3 separate regions of the Mus musculus genome follow, and all the other regions are linked to region 1. A link is a contact called in public HiChIP or PLAC-seq and promoter capture Hi-C data. All regions are on one chromosome and are shown on one strand. The core of a region is the stretch at or near the end of the contact, and the rest is flanking DNA. Distances in the headings are between cores, read along the strand shown.

Region 1 (2,906 bases), core at 212-2,711:
GGAAGAAGGAAGGAAGGAAGGAAGGAAGGCTCAAGGCTCAATAAAAATAAGACTTGGTCTGGCGGGGTGAGGTTGAACACACTGGCAATTACGACAATTGGGACAGAAGGCAGAAAGGCAAGAGAATTGTGAATTCCAGGTCAGGCAGCTATATCCCGACATTCCGTCCTCCAAGAAAACAACAACAAAATAGAAATATTGCAAATGCACATTGTTCCAGGGTAAGAAGAGTTAGCACCTCTGTGCATATGACTGGAGCATAGGGTGAAGGCTGAACCAGGCCTCGTGGAATGGGCCTGTATTCCCAGCTACTCCAGAGACTGCGGGCTACTCAAGAGCCCACGGCCAGCATAGGCAATTTAGTGAAGCTCTGCCACACACACAAAGGGGATGTGGGGGTTGGATTCTGTAGACAGTGGTAGAGTGTTTCACAAGCATAGATCCCAGGAGTTCCACCCCAGAACATGAGAGAGAAAGTGGGGGTGGGAAATGTCTCATCAGCTATGCAAGGTATGTGACCTTAATCCCCAGGACAACATATAGAAATGTTTGTATATTAAAAAGATAGCCCTGGCTGCAAAGATGAGCATGAAAGGGGGTCTTAGAGCCCGACAGTTCTGTGTCTGTCAGCCATTTAGTATGGTGCAAGCTTGGGCAAACTGTTTAACCTAGGATTCCTCTTCTGTAGAAAGGAGAAACAAGACAGTCATCTCTCAAGGTTGTTATAATGATTTGAAACTGTGCACAGTGCTCAGTGGGTAAAGATACCTGCCATCGTGCCAGGGGACCTGAATTCTATCCCTGTGACCTACAAGGTAAAAGGATAGCACTGACTCCTGACCTCCACCACATATGCATTGTGACACACACACACATACACACACACACACACACACACACACACTCAAAAGCAATTTGGTTTATTTGGTTTTTTGAGAAAGGGTTTCACTGTGAGCCCTGGCTGTCCTGGAACTCACTCTGTAGACCAGGTTGGCTTCAAACTCACAGAGATCTTCCTGCCTCTGCCTTTGAGCTCTGGGGCTAAAGGTATGGGCCACTACGGCCTGGCTAATTTTTTAAAACCCACAAAAATTAGAAATGTATGCTGGACCACCCACTCGATGCTAGACATCAATCACAGGGTCTCACACAAACTACATAAGCGCTCTACCACTAAACTACACCTATAACTACCACTGGACTACACCTATAATATAACTAAACTACACCTATAACTACTACCAGACTACACTTATAACTACTACCAGACTACACTTATAACTACCACTGGACTACACCTCTATCCCTTAACTATAAACAGTATCCACCGCTTAGTACTTGCTTCATACATGATACGTGTTAGTTCATCACAGGTTGCTGGAGGACAAAACTGGAGATGAGGATGGCAATTGGTGTCATCACACCAAGCCAGAGGTCAAAGTGTACGGGGTGGAAAGGAGAGCCAGCCTCACAGGAAAAATGAGCAGGCATGCAGGTTTTAAAGTTCAGTGCTGAGAATAGCTCTGGATAGTCAGTGGCTCTGCTCAGCATTGAGGAAGGGGCCAGTGCAGTATCTGAGCGTTTTCTCTCAGCATTCTAGCAGGAAGCCCCTGAATGGCTGGGGTGCCTCTAAAGAACTATTTTCCTACCCTTTGACACTCGCCCCTGCTTCTCCCATTCCGTCCTTTTCTCCTCTACTTAGAAACTTTCCCCGCTGCCCTTGTCAATGAGAGTCCGCCATCGCGCCCATCTCCACCCTCCTCCTCCATCTCAGTCAGACATCCCTCCCCTCCCCTGCATTTCAAAGCATCAAAGCACTGTTCGACTTTTTCCAAGAGGAGGCTCGAAGCAAGGCGTACAGTGAAAGTATAAGCCTCCAGCTAAAGCTGAGAAACAGAGCGGGCAGAGGGACAATGAACATAGTGAGGTCTGGGCTGGGGCATCTCCACCGCTTACGCTGGCCACCTGGGACCTCTTGCATGCCTCAGTGTCCCGGTGCTGCTGGCAGGCAAGGGGCGGGCCGGCTGGGGGCGGGGCGGGGCGCAGGCGGGGCCGGCCGGGCCAGGCGCCCGGGCAGGAGGCAGCTGCATATCTGCGGTCCCGACCACAATTGCTGGGAGTCGCGTCCCGGAGACTGGCGGCGCTGACTCTGCCCGCTGCGGCCGCCGCGCCGATTAGAGCCCGAGAGGGAGCGCCAACCCCGGGGAGGGGGGCGATGGCGGGGAAGCGCTGGTGCCCCTTGGCCTCCATCCTAGCCAACACCCCCAATGCCAAGTCGGGTCTTTCTCTGCCTCCCTTATAAACTTAGCCTCCCAGCCTTGGCTTTCTCCAAACTGGATCTAAAGCTAGTGCTTTGGGACCCTGCAACAACCTGAGGAAGTTGACATCCTGTTGACCTTTCCCTCTTCCCCAGCACCCAAAAAAGAGGACTCAGAACCTCAGGATAAGCGTTCTCGGGCAAAAGCAGATCGAAGAAGGAGCCTGAGACGCCAGAGGACAAGCATTCCGAGGCCAGAGCACCCCCTGCTGGCTGGCTCTGAGTCCCTGCCCCTCCCCCTCCAGCTGTGACCTCCAGCTGTGGTGGTTGGGAAGAGCTGGCTTCTTTGATCTAGAAGCGTGGCCACCCCCTCCAGGCGCCCCATTAACCTCCATTATCCCAATTAGGCATCCCTCCCAGTCCTGGACATGAGCTTCAAAGCCCCTTCAATGCGGAGAGGAGAGGGGCTGACTCTTTAGCCCCTCACCAAGCCAAGTCATTTTCAGGCAATACCCAGGTATCCTGGTCCCAGCTGGCATTCATGGTAGGTAATAGAACTATAAAAAGGATTCGAGAGAATAAAAAGGGAAAGGGACCCTATTTTCCAAGTTCCCAGTTTTGCATTAAATGATTGAGGTGGTAGCATCCA
Region 2 (2,906 bases), core at 235-2,734, 250 kb after region 1:
TTAAATAACTCTTAATGAACGAAAGGGAAAATTCACATTTAAGGAAACAAAATTTATTTGTTAGTGTTTAGAGTACCTATAGTTTCTTCAGAAATTATACTGCTGAAAAAATTTTAAACATAGGAAACAAATGAGTTTGCTGAAATTAAAAAAAAAAAAAAACCTGCACATCTCCACAAACCTATACTTCATATGAACCCTGAGAGATATTAAAACACCCTCTGCTAAGCAGAAAACAAAGTTAGGAAAGTAGTAACACGGGAATCTGGGTAGGAGGTGCCCTGGGTAGTAAACACCCCAGTGAGTGCACATAATAAGCATTTCAGAGCAACATAGAAGTCCCAACGGGTCTCCAACTTGGACTGCGAAGTCCCAGGCCCACATCCCTGTGTTCTGAAAGAAATGAAACTTGGAAAGTGGAACACTGGAAAAATGACAATCAGAGTAGCGCCCTACTTTTCTTCTTCTCAACCCCCGGGCCAGCATTTTGGCTGGCTGGTCACCAGTCTGGGTGCCATATCCACCAAAAAACACTAAGCAGTATCCTGGCGGTCTCCCGACTGAAGAAAGAACCAGACTGTATGTCAGTCGCTGTCTCTTCTCCAAATATCCCCCCTTACCCTCTGGATTTCCATATTATCACCGAAGCGATGCCTTCTAGCAACCCAACCCACTCACATGTCCTCCTAAACTCATCCACTTAATCTGTCCAGATCCATACTTTCTGACACCGTGTCTCTTGCTCAGATTCTTCTGAATTCAATCGAAACGCCAGGACCCCCGTTTCCCAATGCTCCACTTCGACCACACAACGCGTGCTTTCACCTGAGCCAGGCTCTCGTCACCCAAACCTACCTCCTGCCTATTTACCTCTGCCTTCTGCAGTGCCAAGCCCTAAACCCACTTTTTGGGAAATCTTTTGAGTCTTCAACCTAGTTTAGCAGTCCTCCTCTATCTTCCACTCCAAGATCCCTCCATTAGACTTCCACTAGACTTCGCTTCCCTCAGGATTCAACCCCCCTTTCCTCGCCACGCCCTGTGCCCCCCGGGGCTACTTACCCCAAGTTCTCCCCACACTTCAGTCCTCTGGCCCCGCCTTCCTCCAAAAGGAAGGAGGCGGGAGAAGAGAAGAGGGCGGCACTCCGCAAGGTAAAGGCGATCTCCCATTAGCGCTCATGGCCGCCAATTGTGGCTTCCTTCTCTCCTATTGGTTGTCTTTAGCCTACGCCCCACCCTCTTCCTCAGACAGGCCTGGCCACCGCCTCAGCGCCCCCGTCCAACAGACTGGGAGGGGAGACCCCGGCCCGGGACGCTGGGACTGGCCAGAGTAGAAGGAGAGACTCCTGTCAGGCCACGGACTAGCTAATGTTAACAGGACTCACCCGCTGGTAGCTCCGGCGCCTCCCGCCCGCCCGCGCTCGGTCCCACAATCTGTCTCCTGCTCCTCCTTTCCCCCCTCAGCGGAGCAGATACTTTCCTCCCGTCCGGCCAGGCGTGTTCACTTCTCGCGAGAAGTGGGGGCGAGGGCGCGACTCGTGGGGCTGAGTTGGACCAGGGCCTAGGGGCGGGGCTTGCTGTGAGCGTGGCTTGAGTGGAAGGTTGGGCGAGCGCTGTACACACGACTCGCACGTGTTCGGCTGCAAAGTGTGGGCAGCGCGGGGAGAGCGGCCCTGGCGTCTAACGCTGCCGATCTGTCTGTAGCTGTGGAGGTCCGAAGGTGAAGCAAAGGCAGGGAGGGACTGAGAGTGTCTCAGGCAGCCCTCGGATAAAGGGGAATTAAGGGAGCGGAGCCAAGAGAGGGACTTCAGTCACCAAGCTGGTCATTAGTTGTGTGGAGGAAGTTAAGCAAGAGTCGATCCGAGCAGGTGACTGCTTGCACTTTCTGCTTTACACTTGACAGCACCTCACTGGCCGAAGCCCCTGCCCGGTGTGTGCTGTGTGTGAGCTACGATGGTAGTGTGAGGAAGTACGTTCAACTCCAGCCTCACCGCGGCGGCGCCCGCCTCTAATCGCCACATGGAGGCAGGCGGATCTCTGTGAGTTCGAGGCCAGCCTGGTCTACATAGCGAATTCCAGGACAGCCAGCGCTATCCTTGTCTCAACAACCCCCCACCCCACCCCCAAAAGACCATGGATGATCACCAGTCTAGCCTTCTGGGCCAGTGGGAAATCCCGCGTTAAACAAACAATAAAAATAAGGGGGATAGCTCTGAGGAACCAAACCTGAAGTTGTCATCTGGTCTCTTGGACAACCCTCCATACCTGTGAACAACACACACACACACACTTACAGAGAGAAAGTAGGACTGTTAGTGTAGCTCAGTGTGAAGCCACAGCACAGTGATTTTTTTTTTTAAAATTTGTATATGTTACCCAGCAAGTATTTTATTGAAATACCAACAGCACATACTACGTCAAAAACAAAAGCACACACAACACTGTCCTGGTCATGTGGAAAATTTCTCTGACAGAATTTTTATTTTACGGTTGAGGGAGAGATAGGTCATAAGTCAATAATTATACTTACTTCAGAAAGTGAAGAGCTTTTCAGGGTAATGAGACCGAAAGCAACTCTAAGAGGGGAAAAACACTATTGCTAGTATTGAGAGAAGTCCTCTTGAGAAAGTTATTTATTTATTTATTTATTTATTTATTTATGAATGAGGCAGGGCTTATTTTGAAGCCAAGCTGTCCTGAAACTCATTTTCCTGTGTCAGCCTCCACCTAAGTACTTGTATTAAGTATGAGCCACTTGTCTGGCCTGAATGTATACCATCTACATACCAGATGCCTACCTGTGGAGGCAAGAAGAGGGCACCAGGTACCCTGAAACTAAAGTTACAAATGGTTGAGACCTGCAGTGTCAGTGCTGGGACTAGAAACAAGGTCTTCTGGAAGAATGGTCT
Region 3 (2,906 bases), core at 219-2,718, 170 kb after region 1:
TAATATATTCTTTTTTAAAAAGATTTAATTATGTATGTATATGGGTGTTTTGTCTACATGTACATCAGAAGAAGTTATGGGGGCTGGTGAGATGGCCAGCGGTTAAGAGCACTGACTGCTTTTCCAGAGGTCATGAGTCTAAATCCCAGCAACCACATGGTGGCTCACAACCATCCATAATGAGAAACAAACAAACAAACAAAAAAATAAGTTATGGGATCCCATGGGACTACAGTTATAGACAGTAGTGAGCTGCCATGCTGGGAACTGAACTCAGGTCCTTTGGACGAACAGCCAGTGCTCTTAACTGCTGAGCCATCTCTCCAGTCCCAGTATCAATATATTCTTTTTTTCCCTAAGATTTATTTATTTATGTATGAGTACCAGAAGAGAGCATCAGACTACATTATTGATGGTTATGAGCCACCATGTGGTTGCTGTGAAATTGAACTCAGGACCTCTGCAGTTCAATTCAAATCTGAAGAGCAGATCTGAACTGCTAAGTCATTTCTCTAGCCCCTAATATATTCTTATGAGTCTTATGCCATAAACTCTAATCCGGTGACTGATAACTTTTTTTTTTAAAGATTGTTTTTTTTTTAAATTTATTTATTTATTATATGTAAGTACACTGTAACTGTCTTCAGACACTCCAGAAGAGGGCATCAGATTTCATTACAGATGGCTGTGAGACACCATGTGGTTGCTGGGATTTGAACTCAGGACCTTTGGAAGAGCAGTCGGCACTCTTAACCACTGAGCCATCTCATCAGCCCCGTGATAACTTTTTTGTTATGACTTAACAGATAAGCAGGAGATACAGAGGCCTCTTCTGCAAAAGCTCTGCATAATTCAAGCTGTTTGCATTTATGCCTAACATGAAGGTAGATAATGAATAGTTTGTTTTGCTGTAGTCAATCTACCAAATAGCTGGTTACCCCAAAAGCTAAATTTATTCTTTTCCCATCTCATGATTCTTGAAAAACAGATATAACATAAAGAGTAGGGGCAGCACACCTGCAGTGCTCGTCCAAGGGCACAACTGACCTGTGGCTGGGCAGGGGATGGGGCATCTGGGTGCTGGATGAGGATCTGGTTTTGCTCTGGACGGGCAGTCACCATGGTGCTTGCAGTACCCACCACCATTCCACAACCTCCATTGATTGAAGAAACTTGATGGGTCAGCGTGGCTTTTAGTCTCTATGTGGAAAGATTATTTAAGAAGGCAAGAGTGAGGTTCTGTCAAGGATAGGAAGGATGAACTGATTGTATTACTGATCTTATAATTAAAATTCTTGCCCCAAGTTTTTCTTAACAGGGAACTAAAAGAAAATGACAGGAAGAGAAAAGTGCCCACCTGGATCCCTGAAATGCCTACTCTTGTTCCCTGACTATTATCCTGGGCACAGCTGGGGACTGGGGCTTGTGGAAGCAATAGGTCCCACATGAAAGCTCTCTCCTGGAACCTGGCCAGATGCTAGTTACGCAGCTATTCACCACTTGGCCAGCTCCCCTGCCCACTCACCCCCTCCATCTGTTGTCCTGGAACTGAAATAGCAAGTGTTCCATTCCAAACAATCTGTGCTGCTTCTTCCTGTGCCATGGCCTGTGCCAGGCTGTAAGGGTGGGGACAGGAGACTTAGAAATCAGGGTCTTTTCCAACCCCACAGCAGAATATCTTTAGCTATGCAAACCTCAGAAGGTTCCTTTGCTTGGTTCACTTGAAAAATCTAGACTGTTATTACTTCTTCTAGAAGGCCAACAATTAGAAGTACTCCAGACTAGGGTATACTCACCATTTTGGCTTCTGACGGCATAGGGTGGCCAGAGGGAGAAATGGAGCCACTGTTGTTAACCGGTGGGCCAGGTATACCAGGAATGTTGGGCACCATGGACACAGGTCTGGCCAGCTAAATCAAGAGAAGGATCAAAACCAGGAGATATGGTAGCATTTGTTTTCCCCAAATCAAGTGTTTTTGAGATTGGTATGTCAGGGTCTGTTCTGTGTAACCTGCTCACAAGACAAGCAGGGATAGCCTGGGAAATCATCTTTCCTAAGGAGTACCACAGAGTAAGGAACCTCATTCTGCAGTCCTTTTCTGTGGGAAAGACTGAGAGTGTATCTTCAGGAAAGGGGTAAGCAGTGCAGGAGAAGCTATGGGGTGAGTGAAGTCAACCAGTCAGCAGGTTGGCAAGATCAACTCCTTGACTAGGAGCCAACTGTCCAGATGAAGCTTTGTCTAGTGCTTCACAGTGTTGCACTGGCAGAGGTTAGTGAAGAGTTTGGGCACATTGCCACACACAACTAATACAGTCCAGGCCCACATATCCCTGGGGTCTTGGGGTTATGATCATTCAGGTGGAAAGGAGGAATCGGTGTGCTGGTAGGTTTGGCTGCTCAACTACAAAGCTCACCGAAATAACAGAAGGCATCTGTACTGGAGGCCCTGGCAACATAGGCATGGTCTGTCCATTAGCAAGATGCATGACGAGAGGGAGGGAGCCAGTAGGAGATCTGCAGGAGAAATGAAATATCACAATATATTTTTTAAAGGATTTATTTATTTTATATATGAATATATACAAAAACATTGTCTTCAGACACACCAGAAGAGGGCATCATATCCCATTACAGATGGTTAGAGCCACCATGTGGTTGTGGGAATTGAACTCAGGACCTCTGTGTTCTTAACCACTGAGTCATCTCTCCAGCCCCTAAATATCACAGCCTTGACCCTTTGCCTATTGGCCTTCCTTGTACAATCAGAGAATGTTTTTTACAGTCTTCTCATTGGGGACGGTATAGAGTAGCACTATAAAACCTTGACATTCTCTTGAACATGGAAAAACAGATGGTGAGAAATGAGTCTGTTTTCTAGGGATTAAACAAAAATGCTTTAGACACA

What was found. Promoter capture Hi-C pulls out the DNA fragments that hold promoters and counts their contacts. HiChIP or PLAC-seq counts read pairs in DNA pulled down with a chosen protein or histone mark.
Region 2: a FOXA1 HiChIP or PLAC-seq map of pancreatic cancer cells shows a contact between it and region 1. The contact joins the promoter of Atf7 here to the enhancer-like site in region 1. A contact is called at or near these places in 8 of 39 promoter capture datasets (the C10 cell line, cranial neural crest, fetal liver and 4 more), 1 of 115 datasets of contacts at active chromatin or transcription factors (pancreatic cancer cells) and 3 of 9 other capture datasets (adipose tissue, liver and pancreatic islet).
Region 3: a contact with region 1 is called in a promoter capture Hi-C map of neural stem cells. The contact joins two enhancer-like sites. A contact is called at or near these places in 5 of 39 promoter capture datasets (the HPC-7 cell line, cranial neural crest, neural stem cells and 2 more), 4 of 484 Hi-C or Micro-C datasets (CD4 T cells, the CH12 cell line, the G1E-ER4 cell line and 1 more) and 1 of 9 other capture datasets (liver).

The regions. Positions count from the first base shown.
Region 1 is chr15:102,374,855-102,377,760 of GRCm38.p6, forward strand. No RefSeq gene overlaps it. Among named protein-coding and RNA genes, the nearest start is that of Sp7, 10 kb to the left of the region's middle. Within about 2 kb of position 1,462, at least 222 of the 459 cell types and tissues checked have an H3K27ac peak or open chromatin away from gene starts, as enhancers often do. A contact at or near this core is called in adipose tissue, cortical neurons, fetal liver and 6 more, where this site is marked.
Region 2 is chr15:102,623,980-102,626,885 of GRCm38.p6, forward strand. Atf7 (activating transcription factor 7) reads right to left here and starts at 1,485. Exons shown (of 12, transcript NM_001310067.1): 1 at 1,383-1,485.
Region 3 is chr15:102,545,358-102,548,263 of GRCm38.p6, forward strand. It overlaps Atf7 (activating transcription factor 7), which reads right to left. Exons shown (of 12, transcript NM_001310067.1): 7 at 2,416-2,515; 8 at 1,797-1,910; 9 at 1,048-1,200. Among named protein-coding and RNA genes, the nearest start is that of Npff, 22 kb to the left of the region's middle. Within about 2 kb of position 1,469, at least 45 of the 459 cell types and tissues checked have an H3K27ac peak or open chromatin away from gene starts, as enhancers often do. A contact at or near this core is called in cortical neurons and neural stem cells, where this site is marked.